2 separate regions of the Danio rerio genome follow, and region 1 is linked to region 2. The links are chromatin contacts, called in public HiChIP or PLAC-seq maps. All regions are on one chromosome and are shown on one strand. The core of a region is the stretch at or near the end of the contact, and the rest is flanking DNA. Distances in the headings are between cores, read along the strand shown. Region 1 holds the start of sdk1a (sidekick cell adhesion molecule 1a). Region 2 holds the start of cyp3c1 (cytochrome P450, family 3, subfamily c, polypeptide 1).

Region 1 (6,108 bases), core at 1,282-3,781, 540 kb after region 2:
CTGTTTTGGTTATTTCTCAATAAAAATAATGTGACAGAGGCATAAAAGCCTGTCATTAATAGTCACACAAGACTGATCATTCCTATTATACCCCCCAATGTCTAAAATAACTAATTTCTTTTAAATCTGACAAGCCATTCTGTTTTATTCTGCACACCTCCATCATTACAAAAATACTTCACAATGCCTAATGCAGATATACATTGAGAGCTCTAACAACACCAAACATCCCTTTTCTCAGCATGCCAACTGTTACTCTTGTCCTCCAGTGGCCCACTATGCATATGCACACACATCATATTCCCTGTATGAGAAGCATTATAGCTGGAATCAAAGCCAAAGGATGCATATGCCATCTGTGGCCACGCATGCAGTCTGACCTAATGACTCCTCTATTGTTCGGGTCCAGAGAGCTCAGCTCAACTGGCTGTTGCACAGACAGACAGATATTTGACATTCCATTATTATTAAAATCAAGTTTCACAATCTTATGACAGTAGTGTGTAAAACATTGGCCATAAACCATTCATTATCTCCGATATGGCATCATTAGTTTGAATAATAGTATTTAGACCATTCTTCAAGGACTTCTTTTTCTACTTGATGATTTTTTTTTAATTCAGATGCTCTTGTTATAGTGGATAGATTAAAAAAAATATTTAAAACTTTTATACAGTGCCAATGCTAATTTCTGAGATAGATTAGATTAGCCAAACTTGATTTGTTTTCAGTATCCAAATTTACCCTCTTCAGTTTATGTACTTAAAATAAAATTTTACTTCATAAGGTTTTTTTTTTTTAAATCACATAGTTAGTTTACTGTTTATGTGTACTAAATGTAGTCTTTATGAATTCTGGAGAATGTTTATTGACATGAAACTTTGTTTACTTCTGATATTAAATAATGCAAAATGAGAGGGTATGTGTCAGCTACATTAAAATAATAATAATAATATAAAATAATAAAAGAAAAGAAAATACATATGCTACGTGATACACTCAAAGGTTGGATTTGAAACAAACTTTACTCCGAAATTACAAAGTATGTTCAGGCAACAGGTTGAATTAAATATGAAACTCTTATGTATAAAGACTGAAATGCTATTTTTCTTATTTAAAAAAAAATATATATTGTTTTGTTTTTATCTACTGCTGCTTAATATGGTTTTATAAGTGTAGTCTATCATTGATATAAAAAAATTAAAACTAAATGAAGTTAACATGTTTAAGGATTAAACAAACGATCGATCTTTAATGGTAAACATTCGAAATAATTTGCTTATACCAGTTTAAGTTTCCACCAAACAATGTAATTACAATCAAGCACAATATCAAATCTCCACACCACCAGTTACTACACTGATGTTCCTCTCAAAACTAGACACATATACGAAAGTGAAGCCTGTTTTGACAGCCTCATTTCAAGCCCACAAAGTGCCTCTAATTGAAAAACGACCCACATGGCAAGCTGCAAAACTGGTTTACACGAAGCTTCACAGCACGTCAAGTGTAAAAACGCTTTCTTACCTTGCGTGACCGCTTCCAACACGTGGACTTGCAAGCAGAAAAACGCCCACCAACTCCAAGTGCGCACCGCAAACTTTCTCTTCCCATTCCCGCTGAAATTCCTCCCGGAGAAACGTGTAAAAATCATGGAAGAAGAGGAAGAAGCGCTCTTAAGATCACACATGATGGCATTCTTGTCCACGCGTGTGAGAAGTGCTGTTGAGCGGGAACGCGCTGTGTCTTTACGGGAACGGTCGCCTCCTGAGTAAACACTGTCCTCCTCCTCCTCCTCTTTCAGTGCCGTGTTGTGTCTCCCGGCAGGTCTGCGTTTTTTAGAAAGACCTGGGAACTGTCTCTCTGTGGCTTCACATCCACCGGCGTCCATTCCGCTCTCTCTGACTCCGCAAGTTTAACTCACGAGCGCTGACAGTCAGCAAACGTACATTCCAGTCCAGTCGAAAGTTCCCGCTAAATAACGCGCTTTTCATTAACAGCAGTTTAAATGCAGCTGCTGCGCGTGATGCCAGCGAAAGCGCGCGATCACAGCACACACGTCATTATTATGGGTTGTAATTACACTTATGCATTACACTGATGACACCGCACTTTATAAACCTGCTTTATTTCTTAAAAGTCTCGTCAATTATTCCACTTTAAAAAGCACACTCACTCAATATCTCCGGAAAGTCTCATATGAGATCCAGTTGCTGCTCCTGTTTGCTGTTATTTCAACATGTTGGAGGGATTTGCAAGTCATAAACCATCACAAAAATTCTATTATAAACCAATGCACGGAATCCAGAAGGCTGCACGCATGCAGTCACCCCCTAAAACTGTATGCGTACTAATAATATGAGCTCTGATGAAGTGTCCGATGAAACGTCGCAGCGAGTTTGATTAAAAAGCAATCAATGCATATCGAATAGGTCTCCCGGCGTACTTTGGAAACGCAACAAGCGGCTGTTCGTAGTGTATAGATAGGTGTGAGCTGAGCTCCTGCTCACAGCGAACTGAAAGCGAGTGAATGTAGTGTACAGGTCCAGCAGCGCACTTACAGCAACTTCCATTGAGAGCCGCAGCCGCGTCTCTCTCTCCCTCACTCACCTCCGCCCCGCTAAAGACTCATTGGCTGCTGCTGCTGCTGGAGGCGATACTCCATACAGTCCTTCTGAGAGATTCGAGTATTGCAGCAATGCCGTATATTTGTTTATGGATCAAAGACGAGGCATCCCATTTCTGTGTCTGCTGCTGCTGCAAAAAAAGATTTTATATACACAGAAAGCATACTAAATGCATGTCTGTTTTAATGTTTTACAGCACTTTTGGGAAAATAAAATGTCAAATATGGATAAGATAATGTTGCATCGTGATGCAGTGTATACATGTAGCCTATATTTATGTAAACATGAAGTAAAGGGGGGCTACTCATTACAATATCTGAAAGAATAAGTGATCGTATTGTTTTAGTACTGCTTAAAGTATTAGTTCTTGCTGATAACTGGGCAAAAGTTATTAGATTATAATTATAATCATGATATTTCATCATCAAATGAAATTATGTTTTTTTTGTTAACTTTCCATTGAGTTACAAAAACATAAAATAAAAATTCAATTGTTTTCCATTATAAAATACAATATCTGGGCATAGCCATTTGACAATTATATGTTTAATATTTAAAATTAATTAAAATAAATATGTTTTAAAATATATATTTTAAAAACGTACGTATTCACTAACAGTCAAAAGTTTGGGGTCAGTACGGATTTTAAATGTTTTAAAATAAGCTTCTCCTGCTCACCAAAGCTTCATTTATTTAATTAAGTACAGAACAAATTGTAAAATTGTAAAATGTTTTTGTACTATAAAATTACATGTCCAAAAATAGTTTAGAATTATTTTAATAATTTATCCCAGTGGTTTTAAAGATGAGTTTTCAGCTTCATTACTCCAGTCTTCAGAGTGCCTTCAGAAATCACTCTAAAATTAATTAATAAATTATTATTATTATGAATGGTGATAGTAATAAAAGCAATAATGACATAAGTAATCATTTAATTTAAAACTACATACAATAAGAAAGCAGTTAAAATTGTAATAAATATTTAACAATTTAACTTTATTTTATGAGCAGGTAGTGTATGAGCAATATCTTTAGTGTCCCACCAATGACGCTATTCAAATACAGCTGATGTCAGAACAGCAGGAATCATTGGTCATTCACCAACTTCACTTTAGAGCAAGTGTTTGAATGATTCTCTAGCATAATGTCTAAATTTATGACAAAACAGGTGATTTTGCTCACAATTTTAAGATTATAAGGCTGAACGGCATGAAATGCCATCCCAGTCTACAGAGATATCTCCCAGTATTTCTCTGTTGTAATCGGGGATCACAATATTACTGTGGTATAAATACAGCACTACAATATACAGAAGAGAGAGATCGATTTAGTGAAAGCCATTTACCTGTTTATTAATTATTTGATCAGCTGTACTTTGGAATTACGCTGTTTTTCTCTTAGGGCTTATTATGAACCAATTTTGCTCAAAAACATGAGAATGGCAGTCATTGCGCTGTTTCTCAGAACGGATAAAATATTTTTAAAAAGGCACCATCCTTATAAATAAACTGTATAGTTGCAATCTAAATAACTACATTCATGGCTAAAAAAGCCTCAAATTTACATTATGTTGTCCAGCAGCAGCAATATTTGTCAAACTGTAGAGTGCCCTCTGCTTATCGCTGTATGTAGGTGGAGTAATACACAAGGGAGTAGGGTTAAGAGGCTGAACATGTGCTGTTACTTGCAGAATATTGCAAGGCTATCAGGCTATCAGATTCAAAATCCAGACAGAACTGTATAAAAATAAATAAATATCCCTGTCAAATTTTGACTTAAAGCTTCTTTTATTCAACCTAGTTTGCTGTTGTTATTGTATTGTTTTTTTTTTTTTTTTTACCGGAAATGGCACAAGATAATAAGACGATGTACAAGAGACACCATTGTGGAAAAATATATATTTATCATCTTTTATTTATATAACACCAGATGACCAGCATTCTATTAAAGTTCATAATTTTTAGAAAACTTTGCCAGAAAGTCAGCCGATGTTCCCTAAAGCTGAATATGGCCCTAAACTATTTAAAAATAAAACTTTTGTAACATGTGAAAGAACAGATTCAACAAAAACTTTTACCAAGGAAACTTTCAAAAACATTTAAAACAACTTTTCAGCAACCTGAAAAGTATTTGTGAATTGAATCATGCTCACCTTAACCCCCACAAAATCAATTTAATAGATCACCTCAGGAGCACAGAAATGTCTCCATGAAGTAATAAATGACTTTATTCTTGTTATAACTCATCACAAATAGAAACTACATTTTGAAAAGATTCTATAAGTCTGAAGGACATTCATTGATCGTTTAAAAGCTGTTCTGGTAACTTGAATAAAGTATTGTTATTTTTCTTATTATCAAGGACGTTATTGTAAAAGTGTTGCATGAACTTGATATTGCTGAAGTTGTATGCAAGTCAGTTATTCAATAGATCCAGTATAGAAATATTTTATGACATATGTTGTCCTTACATCTCTCCTCTGAATTTTGTGTCCTCTATCATCAGATCAAGTCAACTCACACACTTCTTGGTTGTTTATGCTAATTAACACAACTCAGGCAATGTAAATATGTGTGAATCAGCTCTCTGTTCTGTGGAGATAAACAGCTTGGCTTAGCCTCGATGGTAGAAACTTTAAATTTACATTATGTTTAATCCTTTAGCAGACACTTTTATCCGAATGAGGACAATAGAAGCATGCTAATGTTAAGCTGTTTCTTCAAAAAAAGACTATAGATTCAGTCAAATGACCAACATGGGACAACATTAAAGTCCTTGAAAGTGGTTTTGTTCCTCTGGGATGGCACCACAATGCAATGGTTACTTGTAGGATGAAGGTTTCTGGAACATATGCATGTCTGAAGAAGCACAGTTCAGGCATGAAACTCTAGCAATCGATTTAGTCACAGCAGTACTGGGCGATCAGGTGTACTTAAAAGGCTTTTTTTTAACTCCCCATCCTCCCTAGCGCCACCTGTAGAGATCTGAGGGTTTACTTCCTTTAAAGCAGCTACTTCTTATTATCTTGATTAAATTGAACTAAATATTCTTTACTTAATATATAGCAGCAGCAACAGCATAGCAAAATCCAACTTACAGTATGTTATTTCATAGCCAATAAACACTAGTTGAAATGATCATTAACTGAGTTTAGGGTGCAGAGCCAGTGGTTGTTTTGTGGGCAAACATCAATCAATCAATCAACCAACCAATCAATCAATCAATCAATCAATCAATCAATCAATCAATCAATCAATCAATCAATCAATCAATCAATCAATCAAAACAGGCATAAACTTAAAAAGTGAAAAATGTGAATGATTGCAATGAAGATCAAATGTCCCACTTTTGTATAAAATTCCTATCCTTTCTCCTATCCATAGGTATAAAATATAGTTTAAACCATTATCAAGGTCATGCTACATCTGAAACATTTATATGAACACAAATAATAAAAAATAAATAAATGCAAACAGCCGTT
Region 2 (6,151 bases), core at 2,386-4,885:
ACCACTGTGATTATTACTCTGGAATGAGAGTGTAAGTCCTTATATATACTTTTACTTATCCACGGTATTTAATACACAATGTAACTACAGAAGAGTCAAGCTTTAAAAAAAAAATAATAACCAAACTCGTAATTTTTGAGCAAGATGCTAATAATCTAATCCAACTCAATAATTTATGCTAAGCTAAGCTAAGCTAAAGTGCCACTGCCAGACCCTGAGTTTGACTGAATGATTCAAAAATTGTAATGTAAAATGAGCTTTTTTCATTCAAAGAGGGCAGAATGAAGTGTTCTCACATCAAGAGGGAAGTTTTTGTCAATCTCCTCAACCAGCTTTTCCAGGCAGTCCGGATTAGTAGCAAGATTATAGAGGAGGTAAGAGAGAGTCGTGCTTGTAGTCTCATAACCACCCAAGATGAAAATGAAGGATTGGGAGAGAATCTCATGGTCTGTTAATCCTAAAAAAAATTTCAAAAACAACAACCACAACACAAGTTTAAACACACATCACATCTCAGAAAGTATATGAAATAAAACTTAATGTGAAATGTAATCTGTAAATGTCTTTCAGACCTTTTACTGGTTGTTCACTTGCAGTGTCCTTCACTTGATCATCAGGTATTTGATTCTGGATCATGAGTTTGAGGAAGTCTACCCGACCCTGATTAAAAAAAACACAACATAATAATAATCATAATCTACTGCTGCACCAACATTTCTGAGCAATCTGTTATGGAAGAAATCTGAAGAGTGAAAAAGTGGCAAACAAACATTTGATTCATTGTGCTCATCCTTAATCTTTCTCAGGGCCTTGTAGTAAAAATCTGTAGTTGATCTTGAAAACAAACTTATGCCCATTTTTGCCAAAAGATTTGCAGCAGAGGGACAAAAAGCTGTAATAAAACAAACATTTTTAAAATAATTTTCTATCTCACTTTATACTGTTCATGAACAGTGCATCCGTAAAGTATTAATATCGCATCACTTTTTCCACATTTTTTAATGTTACAGCCTTATTCCAAAATGGATTAAAGTAATTAATTTTCTCAAAATTCTACACACAATACCCTATAATGACAATGTGCAAAAAAAGATTTTTTGAAATTGTTGCAAATTTATAAAAAAAGGGCGAGGCAGTGGCGCAGTAAGTAGTACTGTCGCCTCACAGCAAGAAGGTCGCTGGTTCGAACCTCGGCTCAGTTGGCGTTTCTGTGTGGAGTTTGCATGTTCTCCCTGCCTTTGCGTGGGTTTCCTCCGGGTGCACTGGTTTCCCCCACAGTCCAAAGACATGCGGTACAGGTGAATTGGGTAGGCTAAATTGTCCGTAGTGTATGAGTGTGTTTGTGAATGTGTGTGTGGATGTTTCCCAGAGATGGGTTGCGGCTGGAAGGGCATCCGCTGAGTAAAAGCTAACTGGATAAGTTGGCGGTTCATTCCGCTGTGGTGATCCCGGATTAATAAAAGGTACTAAGCCGACAAGAAAATGAAGGAATGAATGATTTATAAAAAAATAAAAATAAATAAATGACTTGAATCCATTTTGGAATAAGGCTGTAATATGTAAATTGTGTATAAAGTGAAGCGCTATCAATACTTTTCGGATGCACTGTAAAAATCAAATCAAAATGACATACCTAAAAGCAGAAAGAGAGGACTGAGTGGATTGATGTTGAAAAAACTTTTGATACTGGTAACAAACGGATCATCAGGGTTGTTTATGGAGTCGAAGTCAACGCTGAAGGAGGAGCTGGCGACAACATCTAAACTGTATGGAGCCACAACACTGAAACACAAATAGGGGCTTCTTGTTAAATATATAATATAGTGATCATTTACGTTTGTAACAAAAGATTTATGATTATTTTGTCTCATGTTATGATGGAAAAATGGCACATACTCTTTTATTTTAAGTGGCAGATTGGGGTCTTTCTTTTCCATATTTTCAATAAAACGATCAGCATGTGTCATAGCAATGGGAAATATCTGAAATATTAGAAAAAATAAAATAAAATCAGCAACAAACATGTTAAAGTATAAGATAACATAAATGTTATATAAAAGAAAAAGTAAAATGTTTTAAACATCAACAATAACATGACATGCTCAATTCCTCTTCCATCCTGTTAAACATTATTGCACTCCATTGTACAAACAAAGCACACATATATTATTGTACATACAAAAGAAAGTCACTCAGGTTTGGATGAACATGAGAGTGAGTACATTTTATATTTGGGTCTCTTTAAAAAGCTTCACAGTACCTCCTTCAGTCGTCCACTAGTGAAATATGGAGAGAGTGAACTTCGGATTCGCCTCCACCTCTCATCTTTAACCAATGTTATTCCATCAGCAAAAGGGCCAACCAAATCTGGATTCATATTCTGTAAAAAAAAAATTATCCAAATGATGACCGACCGCAACTGGGTCTTAAAGAAATAATTCTCTTTATGTTGTTATGTCCGTTCTAGTAAAACTGATGTCCTCACCCGTCTGTTAGTGAAGGTAGAATAACAGTCTTTCACCAAAATCGTTTTGATCATTTCCAGATCAGTAACAAGTAGCAATGGAAGCCTTCCATCATAGATCCTGAGCAATAAAAGAAATATCGATCAGTCAGCAATCCTGTGATCTGTGCAAATAACTATATCATTTAAAAGTGTGAAGTCAGCAAGTTTTAAAATTATTATTATTTTTTTTTTTATTTAGCAAGTATTAATTTGATCATACTTGACAATGAATAAATTTGATAATGTAATATGATTTCATTTACAAATATTTGCGGTTGTTTAGGCAGAACAACTGTTTCTTAAGCAGCAAGTTCACTTAATTAGATTGATTTTTAATTATAGAACTAATTCTTGAGAACACAATAAATCATATAACTTATACTTACCCCCATACTTTTCCATACTTCTTAGAACATTCTATGTCAAAATTACAGATGCCCTACAATACATTTGCATAGAGAAAATTAATTACGTCTTATTCCTCTAGGATCATTTTCAGTAAGTACACATTCTTATACCTTATATAATCAAATACTAACTTTAGAGTATGATAAAGCCGTGCCAACAAATGGCAAAGGTCTTGGTCCTGGAATTCCCAGTTTTTTGAAAAATCCATGTGGCCAAACACCGTAACTACATTATATAACAAAGATATCAGATTACATTAGCTTTACAGTATGATAAAATAATGCACAAAAATAACACAACACACGACTACCAATTTAAATGACATTCTTTGATCTGTTATTATTGATGAATACTTACATTAAAAGGAGGGTTATGACCAGAACCACCAGGGTCCAGGTCACAGACAGAGACGAGAGATCAAACATTGTAAATCAATGTATTCTTCAGTGTACAACAAATGCTCATGTACACTAATGCTGTGGTTTATTCGCGTTCACACCGAGAGTGATCCGGAAGTAGGGTCATATGAAAGAAAAAAAACAAACATTAATCGTTTTACACCTTTGACGCATATTTCTTATTAACGGGGTTTCTTGTTAAGAAGCATACATAAAGCGAAACAGTTAGTTTTTATAGTGTAAAGTACGACGATTTCACTCACCTCACCACCGCTCCTCAACACGGAGTTCTAGTTCTGTGTCTTCACTAAACAAACCTGCTGTACTGTTGCTCAAAAACAAGTCCCTCATTGTAATTTCAGAGTATATACATGACACTATAGTGACACCCTTTGGACAAAAACCGAAACGGACTTCAAACTTATAGTTCGATGTTTGTGACTTCATGACCGACGTAATATTTAGGCCTACTGGCGCTGCCAGTTCCACAAACAATATTGTCATGCCAAGTGGTAATGGATTATAATAATGTTTTGTTCCATTTCCTTTTTCCTCCGAAATGTATTTATAGATTAGTAATTGATGACAGTATGTAGGCCTATCATTTAATATCTTTTGTGCAAACTACATAAAATCACACTTGGTTCTTATAAAAAAAAAAACTGAATGCCTAAAAGGTGATTTTAAAATATGTTGTTTATAAATTTAGTATAAGTTATAATTATTTACAATTACATTACATGTTGATTATACAGTGTTGAGATGCCCAAACTAGGGCCCACATACTGGCCAAAGTTGGTAACCTTTGATTTGGCCCACCATGCCATCTGAGAAGAAAGGGAGAATTATGGGGATGGTTTAGAGATCGTATGTTACCTTTTATTTTTTTGTTTTATTATTAAGCTACAAAAGCTAGCTGAAATTAAATGTTTCAATTTAAATGGTACAAATAAATCAGATTAGTTAATCAGACAGACAATGCAGAGACTTTGGGGAGTGAATCAGGGCAATATATATAAAATGGGAGTGTTTGTACTGCAATAAGTTATAATAAAATATGATACTGCATTAGTAAGTAATGTGGATTTATATATAGCACATTTATTGTGTATGGCCATACACCAAAAGCACTTCACAATCATGAGAGGGGGTGGCTGCCATCGCATCATCCAAGTGGATGCTGCACACAGGTGACCAAACACCAGCTATTGGTGGAGTGGAGAAACAGGGATAGAGCTAATTCAGTGGATGGGGATGATTGGGAGGCCATGATCATAAGGGCCGGTGGAGGGAATTTGGCCAGGACACCAGAGTGACACCCCTACGCTTTACAAGAAGTGCCATGATATTTTGAATGACCAGAGAGTCAGGATGGTAAAGTCTAGAACGGACACGCGACCAGCCGAAAGTGCAATATGCACATCAATATAGCAGCATTATTTATGACACTGTATTTATGACATTATTTATGACTGTAAAAAAATTATTTATTAGATAATTTAATAGATAGCATAAATAATACTCGGTACAACTACTGATTTTATGCTACCGACAGTTGGGCTTTGGGTTGGAGTGGGGGTAGATGTCAATAAAATACAATAAATGGAAAATTTAATAAATAATATAATTTTTGTTAACTTCCGGCAACAACCGTATCTTATCTAGCAACAACAAGTCAGGACCTCGGTTTAACGTCTCATCCAAAAGAAGCATTAGTTAATATTATTCGAAGTAATGTTTGCTATTTAGCAATATTATGAAATGAATTAGGAAATTGCCCATGGCAACTTTAATGTAAAATAGTTTTTTATTTACTTTATTTATTTATACAGGGACAATGTACAACATGACATGTTGTGCCAGAGTTAGCTATAAAGCTAATTTACATCTGTTAGAGAGGTATATTTGTCTTCGCCCTACGGCTCTCAATGATATTTGGTTTTTGGCCGTTCATACAAAAAAGTTTGGCCACCCCTAACTACACATTATAATAGTTTCTTTACCATTATTTTCTACATTAATTATTGTGTGTTGTTATTGCTTTTAATTTAGCTGAATAAAAAAGGTAATAATTTTATTGACAAGACTTCTTTGTACAGATTATTACAAAAAAACATACAAAATAAAATAAAACTGTCCATTAACTCCCCAACATGCAGTTTTCAGTCACAGTAATAAAAAACACAACTATATGGTATTTCATTGATCATTTCAAATGAGATTTTTCACAATCTGCATAAAATGTTTTAAAAATACAAATTTTATGCTAGACTGCAAAGTCCAACAGTCAACTTTATCAAATGAAATGAGTGTAGTGAACTTAAAATTGACTGAAAGTTAATTCTGCTCATTTGAAAAGAGTTTTTAACTCGGTGTTGAAGTTAATGAGTTAATTAAATACCTCATTGCTTCAGCTTAATTGGAGTAGGTTCACAGTACTCATATAGATGTTAGTTTTTTTTTTAACTCAAATGGTTTGTAGCAATCAGTTTCCTCAAACGGTTTGAGTTGCCTTAACATATTGAATTTCACAGTACACAGTTGGTTTAAGTTGTCTTCATTTATCGGGTTTTACTGTGTTTACTGTTTTTGGGTTTTCCATTTATTCAAATGGAGTAAGTTAACAGCACTCATTAGGATTAGTTTTCAAACGTAAATATTTTGTTGCAATCGGTTTCCTCAAATGGTTTGAGTTACCTTAACTTTTTGGGATTTACAGTGTAGATACATGTGATTGTAACATCAAGAAAACATCTTTGTATCTTAGAGGCATTAAAGTCAACAACAAGCATTTCATTTATCATAAAAAATCTTTACTTCATGAACGTCCATGACATAC

The links. HiChIP or PLAC-seq counts read pairs in DNA pulled down with a chosen protein or histone mark.
Region 1: a contact with region 2 is called in an H3K4me3 HiChIP or PLAC-seq map of embryo, with 13 times the contacts expected there. The contact joins the promoter of sdk1a here to the promoter of cyp3c1 in region 2. A contact is called at or near these places in 3 of 18 Hi-C or Micro-C datasets (caudal fin, skeletal muscle and an unstated tissue) and 2 of 4 datasets of contacts at active chromatin or transcription factors (caudal fin and embryo).

Annotation. Positions count from the first base shown.
Region 1 is chr3:40,488,604-40,494,711 of GRCz12tu, forward strand. It overlaps sdk1a (sidekick cell adhesion molecule 1a), which reads right to left and starts at 2,532. Exons shown (of 44, transcript XR_012401153.1): 1 at 1,528-2,532.
Region 2 is chr3:39,950,754-39,956,904 of GRCz12tu, forward strand. It overlaps cyp3c1 (cytochrome P450, family 3, subfamily c, polypeptide 1), which reads right to left and starts at 3,636. Exons shown (of 14, transcript NM_212673.1): 1 at 3,576-3,636; 2 at 3,272-3,390; 3 at 3,046-3,139; 4 at 2,893-2,945; 5 at 2,486-2,585; 6 at 2,261-2,380; 7 at 1,897-1,982; 8 at 1,634-1,782; 9 at 771-892; 10 at 573-660; 11 at 297-457. The coding sequence starts at 3,339. sdk1a (sidekick cell adhesion molecule 1a) reads right to left here. Exons shown (of 44, transcript XR_012401153.1): 44 at 6,104-6,151.